Regions from separate parts of the Callithrix jacchus genome. Here region 2 is linked to region 1. The links are chromatin contacts, called in public Hi-C maps. All regions are on one chromosome and are shown on one strand. Each heading gives the region's core, a stretch centred on a gene start, on an enhancer-like site or on the middle of the called end of the contact. The rest is flanking DNA. Distances are from core to core; before and after follow the strand shown.

Region 1 (6,865 bases), core at 4,076-6,575:
ACAGAGATATAGACCAATGGAACAGAACAGAGGCACCGGAGGCAACACAACATATCTACAACTATACAATCTTTGATAAACCTGACAAAAACAAGCAATGGGGAAAGGATTCCCTATTTAACAAATGGTGTTGGGAAAACTGGCTAGCCATGTGCAGAAAGCAGAAACTGGACCCCTTCCTGACACCTCACACTAAAATTAACTCCAGATGGATTAAAGACTTAAACATAAGACCTGGCACGATAAAAACCCTAGAAGGAAATCTAGGCAAAACTATCCAGGACATAGGAGTAGGCAAGGACTTCATGAACAAAACACCAAAAGCATTGGCAACAAAAGCCAAAATAGACAAATGGGACCTAATCAAACTCCACAGCTTCTGCACGGCAAAAGAAACAGTCACTTGAGTGAATCGGCAACCAACAGAATGGGAAAAAATTTTTGCAGTTTACCCATCTGACAAAGGGCTGAAATCCAGAATTTACAAAGAACTCAAACAGATTTACAGGAAACAAACAAACAAGCCCATTCAAAAGTGGGCAAAGGATATGAACAGACACTTTATGAAAGAAGACATATATGAGGCCAACAGTCATATGAAAAAATGCTCATCGTCACTGGTCATCAGAGAGATGCAAATCAAAACCACATTGAGATACCATCTCACACCAGTTAGAATGGCGATCATTAAAAAATCTGGAGACAACAGATGCTGGAGAGGATGTGGAGAAAAAGGAACACTTTTACACTGTTGGTGGGAGTGTAAATTAGTTCAACCATTGTGGAAGACGGTGTGGCGATTCCTCAAGGCCTTAGAAATAGAAATTCCATTTGACCCAGCAATCCCATTACTGGGTATATATCCAAAGGACTATAAATTGTTCTACTATAAGGACACATGTACACGAATGTTCATTGCAGCACTGTTTACGATAGCAAAGACCTGGAATCAACCCAAATGCCCATCGATAATAGACTGGATTGGAAAAATGTGGTACATATACACCATGGAATATTATGCAGCAATCAGAAATGATGAGTTTGTGTCGTTTGTAGGGACATGGACGAATCTGGAGAACATCATCCTCAGCAAACTGACACAAGAACAGAAAATGAAACACCACATATTCTCACTCATAGGCGGGTGATGAAAAATGAGAACACATGGACACAGGGAGGGGAGTACTAAACACTGGGGTCTACTGGCGGGAAAAGGGGAGGGCCAGTGGGAGGGGGAGGTGGGGAGGGATAGCCTGAGGAGAAATGCCAAATGTGGGTGAAGGGGAGAAATGAAGCAAAACACACTGCCATGCGTAGACCTACGCAAGTGTCTTGCATGTTCTGCTCATGTACCCCAAAACCTAAAATGCAATAAAAAATTAAAAAAAAAAAAAAGAAAAAGGAAAAAATTAAAAAAAAAAAGGTATCTTTCAAAAATCTACAGCTAACTTCCTAATTGTTGTTGAAATACCCAATGTTTTCCCTCATAAATAGGAAATAAATCAAGGATTTCTGCTTTTGCCACTCCAAGTCAATATGGCAGTGGCAGTCTTAGCAAGTTTAAAAACACTATAAAAGAAAAACAAGTCATACAGATTAGAAAGTAAGAAATAAAACTGTGTCTGCTTACAGTTTCACATAGAGATTTCAAATAGAATTCGGACCCACATATAGTCATTAAATACTTCTCAGTGTTGATAGTTATTAGTTAAAATGGTTATGTTTATTAATATTTCATAAAATAATAGAAGTGATAAGATATTAATTTTTAAATAGTTTATAATTCAGAAAGTTAAGAAATTCTTATGGCTTTTCTCTTAAGCTAAATTGCTGAATTCTGTTTTGTTTACCTTTTCTGAAAGCTCTCTCATGCCCTCTGCTGCCCATTTATTGAAAATAAATCAGTAAATAAAATATTAATTGAAGTAATTACATCTAGATGGTAAGAACCTCCCTATCCATTTGATTATTTGAGTCAGTTTTAGGAAACAATATATGCTATGAAATGCTTTAAAATTCTTATTATAAATGTAATATATTTTCACCATTGATACACAAAAATTACAGTAACCACTCATCGTGTCACTGCTTAGATAACCACTGCTATCAAGTGGTATATACCCCTCTGGAATTGTTTCCATGAAGTATAATTTTTATTTAAATTTATCATTAGTATTACACAATTGGGATCATACTGTATATGTAATTTTGTATCTACTCTTTTCACTTTATATATGGAATATTTCCATATCAAAATATAATGTTTAAATTGTTGCATAATAATTCAGATATATACTAATTTATGTAATACTCTCCTATTTGGGAGCATTTAAAAAAATTTATTTTGAGACAGAGTTTCACTCTCGTTGCCCAGGCTGGAGTGCAGTGGCACGATCTTGGCTTACTGCAACCTCCGCCTTCTGAGTTCAAGCAATTCTCCTGTCTCAACCCCCTGAGTAGCTGGGATTACAAGTGTAGCCTAGAGATGCTGACAAAGGACCGGAGGAGCAGTCGCAGCTGCTTTCTGAGGAAGCCGGTGTTGCCGAGATTGCCAAAATGCTTTGGAGTTTTTAACTCAATCTAAGAAAAATCCAAAATAGATTTGAGAGTGGTGGCCGGCCACCACAGCCAGCTAATTTTTGTATTTTTAGTAGAGACGGCATTTCACCATGTTGTCCAGGCTGGTCTCGAACTCCTGTTCTCAGGTGATCCACCTGTCTCGGCCTCCCACAGTGCTGAAATTACAGGCATAAGCCACCACACCACACCAGGGAGCATTTAAATTGATGCAATTATTTTCTGTTACAAGTAACCCTATAAAACAAAATTACTTGAGCATCCCTAACTTTATGCTTACATCCCCAAAAGTACAATTTCTGAGTTATGGCAAAAGCTTTTCATGCTTATTGCTGTGTTGAACCCTAAAAATTTTGTCCTAACTTAACACTGTTACCAGAAGTATATGTTTAAGACCACAGAAATGGCTTTTTATAACTGAAGATGTGAAAATAACTTAGAAACAAACTCTAAATATGGAGAAAAAGTTGTATATAATTTTCCACTTATGAGGTGAATAATTTGATTTTTTCTTCAAAGGTGTCAGAAAAATAGAAGGACCTTTTGGTAGAGTGATAAAAGGGCCAGACCTTCTAATTGCTTAATCTTAATGTTTCTGAATCTGTTTCCTCTCTAGAGTGTGAGGAGAATAATTTCCCTGCTAATTAGTGAGGATACAGTGAGATGATGCATGTGAACATGGTTTGACAACTATAATGTCATGTAGATGGAAGATACAACTTTTATTCATCACTGTTGATATGTGGACAGATTTGATACTCATGAGACTATTTTTAAGGGTCTATAATTTTAAATATTTTATATCAATCTTAATATTAATAATTTTCTCAATTTTTAACCTCATTTGATCAGAAAAGTAAATTTTTGGTCAATTCTATTTGGTTTTTATTTTAAAAAGTAAAATAATGATTATGCAACATAGAAAATTATAGTTCAGTTGCCAATTCCATTAACTTAGTTTGTCTCAGAAAAGGAAAAATTACCATAAAAACAGAATTCTCTATTAAGAATTAACATTTAATCTAAAAATGTCTAGACTTCCACAGAAAATCTGAGTACATTCTCAACTTCTTTAAGCCAGTGCCTTTTTCCAAATTTCTTTTCAAAGTTACACCTGTCAGTTTTCATCAAAAAAAGTTTGAAGATTATTCTGAATAATTATGACTAATGAAACCCAAAGACAAGGATAGAACTAATTCAGTGGGCCCCTGCTGAACCTGAGCTAGCACCTATAATCAGTGAGTCTTCACTGAAGGAAGAATAAGGAAGGAGGAAGGACTAAAAGGGCAGAAAAGAGGCAATGATAAGTTAAGAAAGCACTGAATTTTTAAAAAGGTAGTGGCTAGCAGAGAACATGAGAGTTGAACCCATAAGGACTTCAGCCCAGTCTATCTATCACAGTAGCCCCAGGAATTCTGGTCATTGTAGGGGGTTCAATTTTTTAAGGAACTTACATTTTAGAAAGATCAGCCTTGCAGGTTTCTTGGCTAAATAATTAGGGAATAATTTTTAGGAGGAAGTAAGGCGCACACAAGGGGAGAGAGAAATCAGGCAGGAAAGAAGAAAATAAATCGTTTTGTTCCCATTATTTTACTGGTCATAGAATTACAAAAGGTAAACACACACACACACACACACACACACACACACTCCTTATAATTTAGGACCATCTTTCTTCATTTTAAAACTAAATAGACAGGTCTAGGTGACACAGATAAAGCAGTGGTGGAACCAGGAAAATAATCTGACTCTTGTCTCTGCACTTTCCACCGCACCACGGTGACTCTCTTTTATGTGTGTGTCTTTTTTTTAAGACTCTACAACAAAACTGAGGATCATTTGCAGTTAAAGAGATCAATGCTATTCTCAAAACAAGTTCTGATCTCTCATAATTTTCTTGGTAACTCAGAATCAATGTTAAGAACATTGAAATAAAAATATAGTACTTTACATGGTAATTTTGTAGACTGTGCACCATATTCCCATCCATTTTCTTACTTGATCCTTACAAAAACCCTTTTTGAGGCATGGCAAGGAAGGTATTATAATCTTCATTTTTAAAGTGAGCAATTAAAACTCAAAGTAAGGTCACTTAGGGTCAGGAAGGAGCCAATACTCTATTTCTATATTTGGAATACAGGAGGGAGTACACCTCCAATGAGGCAATTCCGTCCAAAAGCACCAATTTGGCTCTTCACTCTTTTGCCAAGGCATTCTCCATCCCCCGGGGGACGCCCCCACTAGGTTAGTGAAGCGTGCGTCTTGACATCCACAGAGGTTACTCCTAGTTTGCACCTAGTTGTCATCTTTAGAAGCACAGTTTCTTACCCCTTCCCTTGGTCCTGATCCTTATTTAGGCTTCTATTTTCCTCTTTGGGATTTGGCCTCCTGAGTCTCACTCCAAAGCTTCACCTCTCCAAACAAGAAGTCGCGTCCTTGGTATCCAAGGTGACTACGCAACTTTACGCTCGTTGTCCTTTCCGCTCCTTCCATTGGCCAGTTGGACTTCCAAGAACCGCCCCTCCAATGGCCAATGGTCTTGAGGCAAAGGGCACGCGCCTTTCCAGCGAGTCTAACACCTGCTTTCTTACCCTGTCTCCTCTGCGCATTGCCTCCTGGGATATGTGGTTTCTAAGATGCCAGAGCTCTGCGACGTTTCAACCTTTAGAACTACTTATCCCGTCGACCTTAGCGAAAGGGGCGGGAGTAGGCAAGAAGTCCGGGTCAGAGTTTAGAGCTTTCAAATTCGAACTTGCCTCTGAGGATTGATTGGCGGATCTTTAAATCGCCTCCAGCAAGCGAGCTAGTGCTTGCTTCATTTAAACCGTGACAGACGTCTCCTGTTTCACTGGAGACATCACAGCAGATAAGTCGATTGGCTGTGGCAAGTGACCCTCTCTGTGGTTGAAGTGTTCTGAGGACGGGCCAGAAGGGCGCGCCATGCTCGCCCCTTGCTCAGGCTGGGAGCTTGGCTGCCTCAGTCTCCGTCAGGTCCGACTATGGGCTGGCGCTGGGCGCTGGTCTTGCCGGGAGTGCCAAGCCAGGCCGTACGGCTCAGGTCGGGGGGAGCGCTGGCCAGGATCGGAGGCTGAGGTCCCTCCTCCTGGCCCGGCGCGACGGACTCTGAAGGAGTGGACGCTGCAGGTGAGCCCATTCGGTCGGCTGCGGGCGCGGCTCCCATGCCACCTGGCCGTGAGGCCCCTGGACCCCCTCACCTACCCGGATGGCGACCGAGTGCTGGTCGCGGTGTGCGGCCTGGAGGACGGTGAGCGGCGGGTCCTGGATAGCTTGTTGGTGAAGTACGACGAGACTCTTGAGGAGATGGCCATCGTGTCTGATAGTATCGACCCCCAAACGTCCGTGGAGGTGAACGCGCCCCTGAAGTTTGGCAAGTAAAGTGAAAACGGGTTTGGGTTACAGCGCACGCACAGTGAACTCATTAAATTTGGTAGACGTGCACTTTTAATTGATCCTGGCTTTCTAAACCTAATTTACAGTTGACGCCTTCGGAAGTGCACCTTTTCCTCTGTTCTGTTCTTGAGTATCTGAGCAGTATTTAAAAATTAGGTTCCCAATTATAGAAATTTTATCCATCGAATGGAAACATGATTTGGTATAATCCAGGTCAAATTACATTTGTGGAGCTTCTTGTGTTCTCCTTTATCCCATTGTCATTAACAAAGTGGCTTATTTTTCAAGGTTGAGGTTTCTTGACAATCCATTCAATGGTATGGAAGTCCATCTACATTTCCTCTTGCTCACAGCCTGGGAGTCTGTCCCCAAACAGCCCTGCCAATAAGATGTTCTATGTATTACCTGGTTTGAGTATTTGGTTTTAGACAGGCAGCCTAGCTTTTTACTGTTATGTTTCCATTCCTTTTGGCCTAAGTTCTCCATGAGTAGCAAGCTTTGAAGAAAAACATGTGGTAAGCCTGCCTAAGAAACTTAAATAGTAATGCTGCAAGATACGTTTCCTAGGTTTTGGGGTTGTACGTTATTTCCTAAATGGCAAGGCACTGTGTACACACACTTTTCTAGGAAGGGCTCCCCAGACTGTCACTCTTCCTGGGACTGAAGGAAGATATTGATGATGATGATGATGATTCATTCTTCCTGGGACTGAGGGAAGGTATTAATGATGATGATGATGATAATGATGATAATAATGACATTTAGCATTTTTAAGATCATCTTTTATAATGCTTACAGTTGCACCAAAAAGTAGATGCAGTAGTCCTCCCTTATGCACCGTTTGGATTTCTCAATTTGTTACCTGCCTCAACTGTTA
Region 2 (6,239 bases), core at 665-3,164, 450 kb after region 1:
AACCCTGTGATGGAATGCTTATGCTAAAATGTTCTTCATAATAGTTATAACTGGACTAATTTTAAATTAGAATTTTGCAATATAGAATTTCTACAGTATAATTTAAAACTATCAGTGAAAATACGGGTATGAGAAATACACTAAGTATTTTTATCTCTTGGAGACTTACCATAATTCTTGTAGCAGGAAAGCCTCCAGAATGTTAACAAAATAAAATCTCTGAAAATCCTGACTATATTTTCAGTTCACTTAAAACAACTTTAACACCTCAATCTCTCTCTTATTTTAAATAAGTACTTTTACCCTAAATTTCTTCTTTAACAGACCTAGTATTTTCTTGCAACAAAAATCACACTATTGTGGGATATAGGTAATCTTTTCTTGTTAAAGATTACATAACTTTTTCTAAATGATGTCCATGTCTGCGGCTAATTCATAACCAATGTAACTGAAAATAGAAATGGAACTGTTAGAGATTTCCATTTTTTAACAAACATGGAAATTATTTCAGTTTGCTAAACTGCATCTCAGGAATGATTTCTCGGACAAATTAATTATCCAGAATTATCAAGCAGCAAACATTTCATGCTAAGCCACAGTCAACCAGGTGAGTCAGTCATATTATAACATATATATATATATCAACCTACATTAAAGGCAAAGACAAGAACGAAATAACTTTTTAAAAGATTGTTAACTTTTCTCACTCCCTTAATATTGTCCAGGTTTAACTGAAGTATAATAAATGCATGAGATCCCAGAACTCATGGAAGAATATTTACCTCAACTACCAGGACCATAGAGTTCTAGCCTGAAAAAAAAAAAAAACCTATCTGAATACGTGCTCTGAAAAGCCTGCAATAATATCCAATTTATAAGAAGCAAACAACCACAGAACAGAAAACAGAAAACTTAAGAAATCACAGCCTTCCACCACCCCTCCCCTACCTAGCCCCATTTTTTTTGCTCTTCATTTCCATTCCATAAATAAGTACACTTATTCCAAAAGAAAAGGGAAGAAACCTGTTGGAATGGATTTTTAGAAGATAAATACTATAGATGAAGCAACAATAAGTTGCTCGGAGGAAGTTGTCGACCCATTTATTTACATACAACTAAAAGAAGATACACCCACATGTATTCCTATCAATGAAGATGCAACCTGGTAATTTGCAGGAAAGATGGGATCTCAAACAAATCCCAGACAGCTACTCTCCCAAAGAGAAAAAATAATGCTGTGGCTCTTCACTCAGGCAGCTTCAGAGATGCAGGCTCCCCAACTCGCGAGGTAAGAAAATTTAAATGAAGCTCTATCGCTCACAAGTGCGGCATCTCCGGGACAAGGAACGGCTCGGGGACCGGGAAACCCACTCACAGCCCGCTCCACTTCGCCGAAGAATTCCAAACCACCCTAGGCTCCAAAGTGCGGATTGCTCCGCCCAGAGACCCTGGAGGTGGCAGCGGAGACGCCACAGAGCACAGCGGTCGGGAGAAAACTGCCTCCAGAGAGGTCCCACAGCCGCCGCAGAGTTCTAGGGCACTGGCAATCCCGGTCCGCGGGCGCGCGGTAGAGGGGCGGGATGAGAGCGCGGGGGCGCGGACTCACCTTGCGTTGGGGGTGGCCGGGCGCGCGCGCTGTCGCCGCCGCTGTTCTTCGGCTTCCGGCCACTGCGTTCCCGGGCACAGCTCCGCGCAGCACACCGCCCCAGCGTAGCTGGAGGGGCCGCGGCGGCTGGTGCCCGGGTTCCCCCGCCCCCGGGCTCGCCGCGCCAGTTCCGCCGAGGGCGCCAGCAGCTGCAGGCAGCGCTTCAGCGTTCGCCGCCTCGCCATTCTTGGGGCGAGTCGTCGCCGGGTCACTTACTTATTGTGACCTTTGAGAACCGGGCCAGCGGCGGCCTCCCTCAGGCTGCCTCTCGAGCCCTTACCAAGATGGCCGCCCCCGTGGGTCGGGGCGCCGAAGCCATCTTGGTAAAGGAAGGGCCTGGGGACACGCTCCCTTCTTCGGGTCTCGTCTGCCCTGCCCTGCCTTTGGAGTCAAACACTCTGCGGGGGCACTCCTAAGACCAAATTGGTTCCCCGCGCTGTCCTAAGTCAGAGGCTGACTTTCAGATCGCATGAACAGACTCCTGGACACCAGCCACAGTTACTAAAACTAAATGGGATCCTGCAGACCCACTGGTGGACTCTCGTAGGCAACTCAATCACAGTCAAGAAGCACTGGCATACTCACCGCCTATGGCGCTAGAAGCCTGGTAGCGAAGAAACTAAACTGTAATTTGAAGTGTGTACAGTAGGTATTGAATATTAATGGCAGCACTGTATTTTGTACTGTGTGCTCATTTACTTTTAAAATGGTATCACAGCCCCCTGGTGCACACGGTTCTCATCTAAATTTACATTGTTTTTTAACACTAGAATAACTACAAAAGAGCATAAAATTGTGATTCTGAGTTTCTTACCAGTTTTGCTTTTTAAACTGCAGGATGAAATTAGTTGTTTCAAGAAGTAAGTAAAGGCAGATTGAAGTAAAATTCAACCATGTGTAATTGGGCAAAAAGATTTCTCTTTAAAAGTCCTCCTGAGGTGTGCCAGGGGTTAACAAAAAAGTAGGTCGTTTCTGGTGATATCTTGACAGAAAAGAAAACACCACCACAGGTTCTAAATGCAGATAAGACTGACAGAAAAATGCAACCCATACCATTCTGCATTTTAAAAGTGAATGTGCCTGCGTGATATTGCAGGAATGGAGAGAACTATGTTGACTGTGAACTTTATCTCCTCAGGCTAGCTTTCAGTGGCTGCTGAACTTAAGGGTGATTAAGAGCTGCTTGTGCCTGGGTGGAGAGCCGAGACTGCACAAGGTGAGTAATACCTCTGTACAACAGAAGAAAAAAAAAGTAAGAGCACACATAAAAACGCAAAGGGTAAACTGAAGTTACGTCTCAGAAGTTTTTCCTCGTGTTCTTGACTAAGCATCGAAGAAGTAATCGCGGCACTATGAGAGGGCAAGACAGAAGTATCCTTTGAGGCCAGGAGTTAGAGACCAGCCTGGGCAACATAATGAGACTTCATCTCTACAAATAATAATTTTAAAAAAATATATTAGCCAGGCAAGGTGGCCCTTTGGCCTGGGCGTTAGGAGGGGCAGGAGCTTCCTCCTTATCTTTTGGTGCCACCTGTGGTCCCAGCTACTCCAGAAGCTGAGGTGGGAGGATCAATTAAGGCTGGGAGATCAAGGTCTCAGTGAGCTCTGATCACGCCACTATACTCCAGCCTGGGCAACAGAGCAAGACCCCATTTCCAAAAAAGAAAGAAAAGGCTGGGCACTGTAGCTCACCCCTGTAATCACAGCCCTTGGGGGGCCAAGCCAGGAGGATCACCTGACGTAAGGAGTTCGAGACCAGCCTGGCCAACATGGTGAAATCCTGTCTCAAGTAAAAATACAAAAAGTAGCTAGGCATAGTGGAGCACACATGTAATCCCAGCTACTAGGGAGGCTGAGGCAGGAGAATTGCTTGAACACCAGAGATGCATGTTGCACTGAGCCGAGATGGTGCACTACAGCCTGGTAGACAGAGCAAGACTGTCTCAAAAAAAAAAAAAAAGGAAAATGCTCTTTGTTCCTCACTCCTACTCTTTTTTTTTTTTTTTTTTTTAATTAAAGTTTTTGTCCGTTATTGGGTAAAGGCAGAGGGAAGCAGACAGACCAGTTGGACATAGTAAATGGGTGTGTGAGGTCAAAGTGCCGCTGGAAAGCCAGCCAACCCACACTCCCATGAAATGGATGTTAATGCCCTTCAAACTCTGGGCACTGGTTTCACACACAGCCTCCTCCAGGGATAAAAGAAGGAGTCCTTGAAAAGTTTCTTCTTTTCTTTCCTTTCCTTTCCTTTCCTTTCCTTTTCTTTCTTTCTTTCTTTTTCTTTCTTTCTTTTCTTTCTTTCTTTCTTTCTTTTTCTTTCTTTCTTTCTTTTCTTTCTTTTCTTTCTTTCTTTCTTTTTCTTTCTTGAAGGAATCTCCCTCTGTTGCCCAGGCTGGACTGCAGTGGCATGAGCTAGGCTCGCTGCAACATCCGCCTCCCAGGTTCAGTTGATTCTCCTGTGAAAGCCTTCTGAGTAGCTGCGACTACAGGTGTGTGCCACCACGCCCAGCTAATTTTTGTATTTTTAGTGGAGATGGGGTTTCACCATGTTGCCCAGGCTGGTCTCAAACTCCTGGCCTCCCAGAGTGCTGCGTGTGAGCCACTGCACCCGACAGCTTCTTGTTTTCTTATCTCTACGATGGAGACAAATTCTGGTTTTCCTAGGACAACTAACTCTAGTCACAAAGATCTCTGGAGTAAGTGAGCATGGTGGAGTGTCAGGGTGAGTGATCCAAAAGGATAAGTAGAACAGGAGCCTTGTCCAGACCCTATTATAACCCCCATACCTGTGAATGACCTCCCCAGCCCAACCAGAAGTTGATGAAGTGGCATGTGTCTGGTGAAAAGATACCTATATTTAGAGTTAGCCAGCTGGACTCAGTTTAGATGATCCTAATTTTGTTGGCAATGTCTAAAGCATTGTAATCAAGAGCCAGTGAAACTTAATGCCTTTTTCCTCCATCAGGCCTAATCAGGGCATTGACCTTGGCCACATCACTGTCATAGAACTTCTTCACAGCCTGTTTGATCTTGTGCTTGTTGGCTTTAACATACATAATGAACACAGGTGTGTTGTTGTCTTCTGTCTTCTTCATGGCTGACTCAGTGGTCAGAGGAAATTTGATGATAGCATAGTGGTGAAGCTTGTTTCTCCTAGGATATTTGGGCTGCCTCCAGAGTAAGTGTCTTGGGCTGTGGGAAGGTGGTGACGTGCAGGTCTTTTTTTTGTGGCTGTGGACACCTTTCAACACTGCCTTCTTGCCCTTCAAAGCCTTCCCTTTGGCCTGGGCATTAGGAGGGGCAGGAGCTTCCTCCTTATCTTTTGGTGCCATCTTGTGGAAAGGGCACTCCCATTCTTTATTGTGAAAAAAAATCCAACTATATAGGTAATAGTTATGCCTTTCCTCTTTCTTTTTTTTTTTTTATTTGAGACAGAGTCTCACTCTGTTGCCCAAGCTGGAGTGCAGTGGCTTGATCTCGGCTCACTGCAACCTCCCTGTTTCATGTAAATTTTCACTGCCATAAAAGAAGTAACACTTGAATATAAATTTAATTTTCTTCAGCAAGGCAACTTTACTTTCTGCAGAAAGTGTGCTCCAGTTTGCCATTTTGCCAGGAAGGGACACTGAACAAAGGAGGCAGGGCTATTTATATCTAACACATTCGCCCTACTGTTGTGTCCTGATTTTATTGGCTGGAACTGGACTTCACAGTTTAGGCTGCACCCCGTTGGCTAACACAATTTTTCTAAAGAGGTAAAGGCAGAGGAGAACAAAGGAAAAGAGGAATGCTTAGAGAAGCAATAACATTTCCAAATATGGAAGGGAAATAAGCTATGACCAAAGTCTTGCCTGGGCTTGTCCCAGCCTGTCAGGGCAAATATCTAGGTTAAAGTGTAAGAACTAAGAACGCAGGATACTTTATCTCTTTATTATGACTAACAGCTACTTTAAGATTATTAGCAAAAGCTTTACAGTAAATTAAACTTTGAACAACCCATTATTTATTCGAAATGAACTAAGAGGAAAGCTTTGAAGAAGAACCTTTTATTTATTCTTATTTCCTACAATTCGTTCCTTTTTATATTTTTTAATTCCTCTTCAAATTTATTTAACACATCTTTGTTGTTTGTTCTTCTAAAGAAGTAATCTATACCTTTGTCTACCAAATGAGGCAAAAGAAGGAAGAAAAAGTAATCTTATTTGAATAGGGTGGAGGAGGGTTTGGGGACATTTTAGTAAGAGTTGTGTTTACTAGCCTCTTGGATGCGTGGTATGACACACATCGAATGCGAAGAAGTATATTTATCGTAGTTGCTAGAGAGGTAAGAATTGAGGTTATTATTATTATTTTTTAATTGACCAAACCACCTTTTAAGCCAATTTGAAACAGGGTTATTGATGCCAAAATTTTTAGCTAACTTCTTTGATAAAGCAGTAAGTCCTTAGAGGGCTTTTGTAATGCTCCCATTGGGAGCAGTGTTGTTTGGAATAAAGGTACAACACTGGGTTTTAATTATAACATGAACACCACCTTTCTCCACTAATATCGTATCTAGGGCTATTCTGTTTTCCCAGGCCATTTGGCTAGTGGATCT

What was found. Hi-C and Micro-C count contacts between places; a contact is called where the count stands out from the background.
Region 2: a Hi-C map of skeletal muscle shows a contact between it and region 1, with 5 times the contacts expected there. The contact joins the promoter of NAPEPLD here to the promoter of FAM185A in region 1. A contact is called at or near these places in 2 of 3 Hi-C or Micro-C datasets (both in skeletal muscle).

What each region holds. Positions count from the first base shown.
Region 1 is chr11:73,049,615-73,056,479 of calJac240_pri, forward strand. FAM185A (family with sequence similarity 185 member A) reads left to right here and starts at 5,326. Exons shown (of 9, transcript XM_054237860.2): 1 at 5,326-5,965. The coding sequence starts at 5,518. The region is part of intron 2 of CCDC146 (coiled-coil domain containing 146); the gene reads right to left.
Region 2 is chr11:73,504,295-73,510,533 of calJac240_pri, forward strand. NAPEPLD (N-acyl phosphatidylethanolamine phospholipase D) reads right to left here and starts at 1,915. Exons shown (of 6, transcript XM_017975423.4): 1 at 1,607-1,915. The coding sequence starts at 1,830. It overlaps PMPCB (peptidase, mitochondrial processing subunit beta), which reads left to right and starts at 1,650. Exons shown (of 16, transcript XM_078343069.1): 1 at 1,650-2,281; 2 at 2,784-2,861. It also overlaps the pseudogene LOC144578387.